Linked DNA regions of Mus musculus: region 2 is linked to region 1. A link is a contact called in public promoter capture Hi-C data. All regions are on one chromosome and are shown on one strand. Each heading gives the region's core, a stretch centred on a gene start, on an enhancer-like site or on the middle of the called end of the contact. The rest is flanking DNA. Distances are from core to core; before and after follow the strand shown. Region 1 overlaps Clip1 (CAP-GLY domain containing linker protein 1). Region 2 holds the start of Hcar1 (hydrocarboxylic acid receptor 1).

Region 1 (4,053 bases), core at 1,513-4,012:
GGTATGTAGACAAGACTGGCCTGGATCTCAAAGTCTGTCGGCCTCTGCCTCCTGAGGGCTGCGATTAAAGCCTTGTACCATTACACAATTTGCAATTAAGAGAAAACCTACGAATGGAAATACAATTTCCTAAGGCAGAATACAACCCAGAGACAGTTCAAGCCGATAGAACACCTCGCCAATAGAGGGCACTAAAGAGCTGTACAGCCGCTGCCCAGGGTCAGGAAGGAGATGCTGAAGGGGGGGGGGTGGGGGTGGGGGGTGGGGGTAATAGGAAATACTTCCTAGTGAGATCTGACCGAGCTGGATGTGCCTGGGAAGAAAGATGCGTCTCTGTGTTTTGTAAAACTAAGCTGCCAATAATTGCCAGGCACTGCTTCACTGGAGAAAAGGGAGCATTTAAAAAGAACAAAGAAAGAAAAAAGAAAAATAACACCTCCCTTTACTAGTTCCATTTGATACAGTTCTCCTGGAGGTAATTAGCAAGCTGCTAATATACTCAATTTAACTCCATATTTTTGAAGAAGTAGAGAAATAACTGCAGTGTTTTGATTTGTTTTGTTTTTAAATGGAGAATGTTCCTTTAAACAGGAAAAGGCCAGGAAGGCTGAGATTCAGACTCCATCTGCCAGGTACTTACCAAAGTCTGAAGTTCTTTCTCCAAAGTCTCCTTCACTTGATTGACTTGATTCAAACTGTCCTGCAGACCAGTGAGCACTAGCTCTTTCTCCTGGAGCTCTTTGGTAATGCTATTAGCCTAACACACCGAGTTACATGGTACATGAGCAAATGGAACAAAAGAAAAGAAACAAAAAAGAATGATAAGGAAAAATAAAATGGTAAAATAATAATAATAATAATAATGAGAAACACAACAAAACAATACTGGAACGAGGGGTTTTTGTCGTTTCTCGCTTTGTGACTTTTCAAACAAAAAGCTGTAGGTATGACTGCCCCTGTTTGTCCTGGAACTCTCTATGTAGACCTGCATGGCCTCAAACTCTGTGTGCCAACATGCCTAGCTAAGGCGTGTTGTAAGTAAGTAAGTTACGTTAATTGTATTTGTATGTGTGTGTGTGTGTGTGTGTGTGTGCTCGCCTGTAGGTTTATGTACATCATATATGTGCAGAAGCTCGCCAAAAGACAGGGTCGGATCCCCTGGAACGAGACACCAAGCCTGGCTCCTCCTCAACAGCAGCAGGCAATGCTTAACTGCTGAGCGCCTCTCCACCTTCTAATGGTTTTTCTTTTTTTTTTCCCTTTGTCAAGGCAGGGTTTCTCTGTGTAGCCCTGGCTGTCCCAGAACTTGCTGTGTAGACCGGGCTGGCCTGGAACTCAGAGAGTTGTCTGCCTCTGCCTCCCCAGTGCTGGCACTAAAGGTGTGCCGCCACCACCCTGTTCTGATGGTTATTTTTAAAAGGTCAAAATATACTACTCTTCTATCCCTAAATTTGAAAACCATCTCGGTCTAAAGAAGGCAGTGCTGCATTTACGTCCTCAATGAGCTACCTGGTAAAGTTCATTTCTGAATTTAAAAAAAGTGGTAGATCGCTTCTCGGCCTTTTGGCTAAGATCAAGTGTAGTATCTGTTCTTATCAGTTTAAAAAAAGTGGTAGGGCCTGTTTGTAGCACAGACAGGCCCTGGGCACATTGTACTGGTAGTTTACATTGTTCTGTAAATTTGTGTGCTTAAAATATTTCAAAGTTTCCTTTAAAGATCCAGTGGACAGCCGTCAGAACTCAGCTTTCACTAAATCCTTATGCAAAAGGGTGACCCAATGATCAGCCCAATACTCTATTCTAGCTAACTTGCTTTTTATTATTGCTCCTTCAGAACCACCTTAGAGAGACTTTTCCTATAGCTAGCTTATTTTCAAGTACAGTTACTTAGCAGACTTTTGCTGTTCATCTGTCTTCATGTCCTCATTTAGCTACCACAGCCCTTTCTTCTTTGTCAATAGAACAGCTTCTTCCACAAAAGCCGTTCATCATCAGTCCCAGAGCCTCCACTGGGGGCAGGACTGGGGAAGAGTATCTTGGGGAACTGAGGCTGACATTTGACAGGGCTGGATAACAGGAAATGTGGACGCTTTAGTTTCCTAATCCTTGACAAACAACACACTTGTCTAGTCTCCCAACTCCCCAAACAACACACAAAAAGGAACAGCCCCAGGAGGGGAGGCATGTCTGTTGTAATCCCAGTACTTGGAAGACCAAAATACGAGGACCACTGAGAACTCAAGGCCAGCGTAGGCTATAAAGCCAACTCTAGGCCAACCTGGGCTACAAAGTGAGACCCTGTATTAAACAAACAAACAAACAAACAAATAACAAAAATAAAGCCCACAAGGGACAGGGACATAGTGAGACATGTTGTAATCTCAGCGCTTGAGAGGAAAAGTCAAAAGGACCAGGAACTTAAGGGCAGCTTGGGGTACACAGTGAGACCCAGCCTCAGTTTTCTTGCCACCTCCAGAAAGCAAAGGTTAGATGGTATGGTGGTTGGAATGAGCATGGCCCCACAGGATCATATATATTGACTACCTAATCCCCAGTTGGTGAAACTTTGAAAGGGATTAGGAAGTGGCCTTGTTAGAGGTGGTATATGATAGATGGGGGGTGGGGGCACGCTTTGAGGTTTCAAAGTCTCTCATTCAACCCATGCTCACGGAGCTCGTGCTCCAGCACCACCTCTGCCTACCTGCTGCCAAGCTCCTGCCAGGGTGATCATGGGACTCACACCCTCTGAACTACAACTTCCGGATAAGCTCCTCCCTCTATAAGTAGTCTTGGTCGCGTCTTATCACAATGGGATTCTTCATTGTGGCATAAAAGTACGGTAACAATGCAAATAGCTCTGGGCTCCTGGCCTAACTTGGTGAGAGCACTACTTAGCACAGCATGCTGACTCCTACAGCAGTTAAGAAGCTCTCCAGAGCTCATGTTCTACTTTAATACAGAAATAACCCTATAAGCCAGGGAATGATGCGGGCAGAAAGGGAATAAATAAACTTACAGTGTGGTTTTTGTTTTGGTTGATTGTTTCTGTTTTGTTTTGACAGGGTCTCTTTATGTAGTCCAGGCTGGCCTGGAACTGGACTGGCAAACTTCCTGCCTTATCATTCTAAGTATTTATTATATGCATGTACTACCAGGCCCAGCCTGAGCGTGTGTCTGTGTGTCTGTGTGTCTGTCTCCCTTCTTCCCTCCCTCCTCCTCAGCCCCCCCCCCCTTAAACCTTACATCACTGTTTTAGGAAGTCAGCTCTATTTTAAACAGAGAGTATAAGCTTAAATAGGAGTTTACATCATGGCCAGGAGATAAAGTAGCAGATAAAGTTTCCAAATAATAGGAAACTAAAATTCACACGGCTGGCCATTACTTGCTCTGCTCTCCTCGGAAGAAGCCACACTTGAGAGCCTCAGAGAGTATTCTACTCGAGTGGATGCACCACACAGCTCACGTTAGATCAGGCGTTTTGGAGATGAATGACTTCAACTTAAAAGTAACAAACAATGAAAATAACAAATGAAAAAGGGGGAAAAAAAGGATGGGAGATACCAATACAAACCTTGCTACTTTCAGCGTTCCTTTCAGTCTCTAAGTTTTTAATCTGCTTTTCAGCTCCCTCAAGCTGCTGTCTAAGTGTCTCGAGCTCCAGTTTACCTTCGGAATTGGCTTTCCGAAGCGCATCAAGATCCAAGAGCTTTTCTTTGACAGCACTGAGCTGCGATGTAAAATTACCAATGACCTCGCTTTGTTCAGTGTACTTGGCCTGCAGAACCTCTAGCTCCTTTACCTTAATCTCCGCCTCCTGCAGTTTGTTTAGCGTGTCCTCCATTTCCACTAGGTGCTGGTCTTCTGCACTGTCCAGTCTCGCTTTGACGGCCTCCAGGCTGTCCTCCTTCTCTTTAATGATCTTCATCAGCTTGGCCTGCATGGTCTCCATCTCTTTAGCATGAGCAGACCGCTCAGAGTCCTGTTTACTCTGTAAACTTTCTATTTCGTGCTGGTAATCTAGTCTCAGTCTCTCTATCTGTGTCTTTAACTCAG
Region 2 (4,084 bases), core at 250-2,749, 250 kb after region 1:
CCCTTCAGATTTAACTCACATTGCCCATTTCTCTGCCTCGTTGTTGGGCTGTTTGTCTTAATGGCATTCAACACACTTGGAGATCCCACTGCCCGTCAGATGGCCTCTGGGAACGATTTGCCCCATCGATGGAGCTCTTACTGCAGAGGTTCGAAATTGGCATCTCTTCTGACCTCCGCGTCTTCGTGCGTCCTGGGCGTTTGGGCTTCAGGCTGCAGATTGTGAGCTTGGTGTAGAATTTGGGGAGCGAGGGGCTTGAGAAGTAATATACAAGGGGATCCAGCATACTGTTCAGGTAGGTGAAGCTCAGGGTGACGTGGAGGGCTGTGTGGACAGAGGGGTCACAGGCACTAGTGGGCACCGTCCAGAGGAAGTAGAGCCTAGCCAGCACGCTGGGCAGGTAACACGTGATGAACACAGAAGCCACCACCATGATGAACCGGGTGGCCCTCCTCATCCGAGCCTGTCTGGTCAGCTGCTGCCTCCGTCTCAGGCTCCAAACAACGTTGACCGAGCAGAACAAGATGATTGTCAGGGGCAGGAAGAACTCCAGCTGGAACATGACATCGTGCCACCCGTTGGCTGACTCCATGATGAAGCTCTCACAGGACGACAGTGTCCCCTGCACACACAGGTGACTCTCCATCAGAAGATACACAGTCCCCAAGATGACCAAAGTCCAGAGGACACAGGCGGTGGCGGCGGCAGTCCGGTTGGAGATGGCATTCACCATATGGTGGGGGTGGACCACTTTGAAATACCTATCCACAGCCACCACAGTGAGGAAGACAATGCTCCCGGCCCTATTCATGGCCAGCTTGAAGAGGACCAGGCGACAGGCGATATCTCCAAAAATCCAGTGTCTGCGTCTGAGGTAGTAGTCTGTCCGAAGGGGTAAGCAGATCATGAGGAGAAAATCGGCCACAGCCAAGTTGAAAAGGTAAATAGTGCTTGACTTCCAGGTCTTCATGTGAAAGCAGAAGCCGCACAGGGCTATGCCGTTGCCCAGGGCGCCAAGCACGAAGACCAGGATGAGTAGAGGAGGCATCACTTGGGAGATGGGCTCCCCCTCGATGAGACAGCACGACCCGTTGTCCATAGCAGTTGGAGAGAGGACTGGCATCCAAGGTGGCCGGCACAGAGGCACAGCTGCCTATCCGAACACTAGGGCTCCTCTAGCAGCTGGGCCCCTAACCTCATCACCCTGGGATGCAGGCGCTGCACCCACGAGAGAAACTTCAGCCAGGAAATGAAAGCCGGCAGCAAGTCCTTTCTCCTAGGCTTGGATCACGAGCTGCACGTCCCCTACAGAGTTGAAGCCTGCAGCTGGGTCAGGCTCTGGGGTGCAAGCGGTTTCCCACGAGTGTACATTTCTGGGTTGCAGCTCGGGGGTCCGACGCTATACATGCTACAGACTCGTTGCTAGATCGAGCCCTGGAGATGACTTTTCTTTTTCTGGTTTTGTCTTTTTCCCTCACGCTCTGCGCTGCAGAATGCTCTGAGCTGCCAGAAGGCTTGCGGGGTGGGGGTGTGGGGGGAGCTTGTTTGCCCTCCCTCCTGGTGGAGAAATCTAAACATTTCCTGGAGTCGTTCTGGGCCTCTGCCTGGCTGCTTTCCTCCCTAACCTTTGCCTGACTACCCGTCCTCCCTCAATCCCCTGGGACACTCCCATGCAGTGCCAGAGAGGGGAGACTGTGCTCTGCGGCCTCTCGGGGCCACTTCCGGTGCCCACACCCAGAAGCACAGCCTCCACTCCTGGGAAGGTCTGCAGAGAAACGCAGTTTGAAACATCCGCCCGGTATTAGAAAAATTCTTTCTGGGCTGAGGGTATAGCTCGGAGACTGCGGCATGTGCAAAACTCTGCGCTTTGGGCTCTAGTCCTTCTGCCACCCCCCTCCAAAGAGATGAAAATGATTTTCTCCTGTCTCCATGAGGCAACCTTTTCTGGAGAAGTCGGGTCCCTGCTCTACTGGGAAGTAGAATCTAGTTAGTTACTTTTGCAAAACTTTGGCTCTGTTTCCAATCGTTGGCTCAGAAGAGGCAAACATCTCCCTATAGCCAGGTAGTGGGGTGAGTATGAAACCAAGCGGTCGCTTAAGGAGTTAATTTCTAAAATAATCACGGGCAAAATGAAACTGTTTAAAAAACTGGAGTCTTTGCCGAAATTTCCTGTCCTTTAGCTTGAGAGAGTGTCCATCTGCCGCCTTTTCCCATGTAGGAAGAATGGGGTGGGGGGAGACGGTGTGCACGGAAAGAACACAGGGGTACCTTCTTCCATATGCTGATTAAAGCTAGATTTGGGCTGGACATGGTAGTGCATGCCCAGAATATGCACGCTTGCGCGCGCGCGCGCGCGCGCACACACACACACACACACACACACACACACACACACACACACACAGACCTTTAAATAAAGATTTGTTTTATTTATGTGTAAGTGCCCATGGAGGCCAGAAGAGGGCGCTGGATCTTCTGAGATGGAGTTACAGGTGGTTGTGGTGGCGAGGTGGGGCTGGGAACTTACTAACACCAGTCCTCGGGAAGAGCAGGAGGTCCTTGCTCTTCACCGCTGAGCCACATCTGCATCACCACTCCATCACCTGTTTTCTTTCTCTTTCTTTCTTTCTTTCTTTCTTTCTTTCTTTCTTTCTTTCTTTCTTTCTTTCTTTCTTTCTTTCTTTCTTTCTTTCTTTCTCTTCCCATCCAGGTGTGGTAGCCCACACCTTTAATCCCAATGCTCTAGAGGCAAAAGCAGGAAGATCTCTGTTCAAGGTCAACTTGGTCTACAGAGCAAGTCCAGGACAGCCAAGGCTACAGAGAAACCCAGCCTGTGGAGAGAAGGGGCGGGAGGGGGGGGACAGGGAGAAAATCCCTTTCAAGTGGCCCAGGTTAGTCCTGACCTTGCTCTACAGATGATGGCCTTGGATCTCTTATCTTCCATCTCCCAACTACTAAGGTTAAAGGCTATGAGTCACCAGCCAGTTAGAATCCCCTTATTTATACCCCCTTTCTGTTTTTCTTCCCACCTTCCTCCCACCCAGTCTTTCCCCTTCTCTGTCTCCTTTCTTTCCCCTCCCTTCACCTCTTCCTGACTTTTTAAGACAGGATCTCTGTAGAGCCCTGCCTTCACCTGAACTCTTCATCCTTGGTGTCACCAGGCCAACTGCTTACATTTTCCCAGTTGAATACTAGACTCCAAATCAGCTCCATGTATCCCCCTGCTACCCCATCACAGACACCATCACCTCATGTGGCATCACCCACTACTCCCCCATCACTGACAGTCACCTCCTGCATGGCTGTAGAAACCATGTTCTACCTGCCTTCACTTCCTCTCATTGGCCTTTGACATTCAGCTGCCACTGAGAAATTAACGTTGTTCTGTCCTGTGGCTTGAACCCAGGGCTTTGTGTATGTATTCTTGGCCAGTGCTACCATTGAGCTGGGGTGAGGAGTGTGTCATACCTTTCCTTCTGGCCTTTCCCTCCTCCTCTTTCCCCTCTCCCTCCTCCTCTTTCCTCCTCTCCCTCCTCCTCTCCTCCTCCCCTCTCCTTCCTCCTCCCCTCTCCTTCCTCCTCCCCTCCTCCCCTCTCCCTCCTCCTCCCCTCCTCCCCCTCCCTTCTCCTTCCCTCCTCTCCTTCTTGCTTCCCTTCTTCCCTCTCCCTCCTCCTTTATTCTGAAACAGGGTATCTCTAAATTGCCCATATTCTCTGTCTTTGACTTCTGAGATGTATTTATCCCAAACAGATCTTGAATCTGTGGTCTTCCTGTCGGCATGACTCAAGAGCCAGCATGGACACAGCTAGTCTACTGTAAGGCTCAGCTATTCCAATCCTCTTTCTTTTTGCATCGATGGGCCTCACTAACTCCATCTGGTCTGTGAAAGTGCAGGGCATACATGGTTGAAAAAAAAAAGTTCTGTTTGGCTCCATTTGTTCGTTATACAGTGCTGGGAATCGAAGCCAACACTTGCTCAGACTAAGTAAGTGCTCTACCCCTGAGCTTCATCCCCAGGTGACTTATTTTACTTTGTTGAGGCAGAGTCGCACCCTATAACTCAGGCTGCCTCAGCTTCCTGGGT

The links. Promoter capture Hi-C pulls out the DNA fragments that hold promoters and counts their contacts.
Region 2: a promoter capture Hi-C map of the HPC-7 cell line shows a contact between it and region 1. The contact joins the promoter of Hcar1 here to the enhancer-like site in region 1. A contact is called at or near these places in 12 of 39 promoter capture datasets (the 3T3-L1 cell line, the C10 cell line, the HPC-7 cell line and 9 more), 1 of 15 datasets of contacts at CTCF or cohesin (large pre-B cells), 2 of 115 datasets of contacts at active chromatin or transcription factors (double positive thymocytes and microglia) and 2 of 9 other capture datasets (adipose tissue and liver).

The regions. Positions count from the first base shown.
Region 1 is chr5:123,626,654-123,630,706 of GRCm38.p6, forward strand. Clip1 (CAP-GLY domain containing linker protein 1) reads right to left here. Exons shown (of 24, transcript NM_019765.5): 9 at 3,572-4,053; 10 at 641-757. It also overlaps the pseudogene Gm24840. Among named protein-coding and RNA genes, the nearest start is that of Vps33a, 56 kb to the left of the region's middle. Within about 2 kb of position 2,763, at least 8 of the 459 cell types and tissues checked have an H3K27ac peak or open chromatin away from gene starts, as enhancers often do. A contact at or near this core is called in adipose tissue, where this site is marked.
Region 2 is chr5:123,878,504-123,882,587 of GRCm38.p6, forward strand. It overlaps Hcar1 (hydrocarboxylic acid receptor 1), which reads right to left and starts at 1,500. Exons shown (of 1, transcript NM_175520.5): 1 at 1-1,500. The coding sequence starts at 1,099. The coding sequence ends at 68.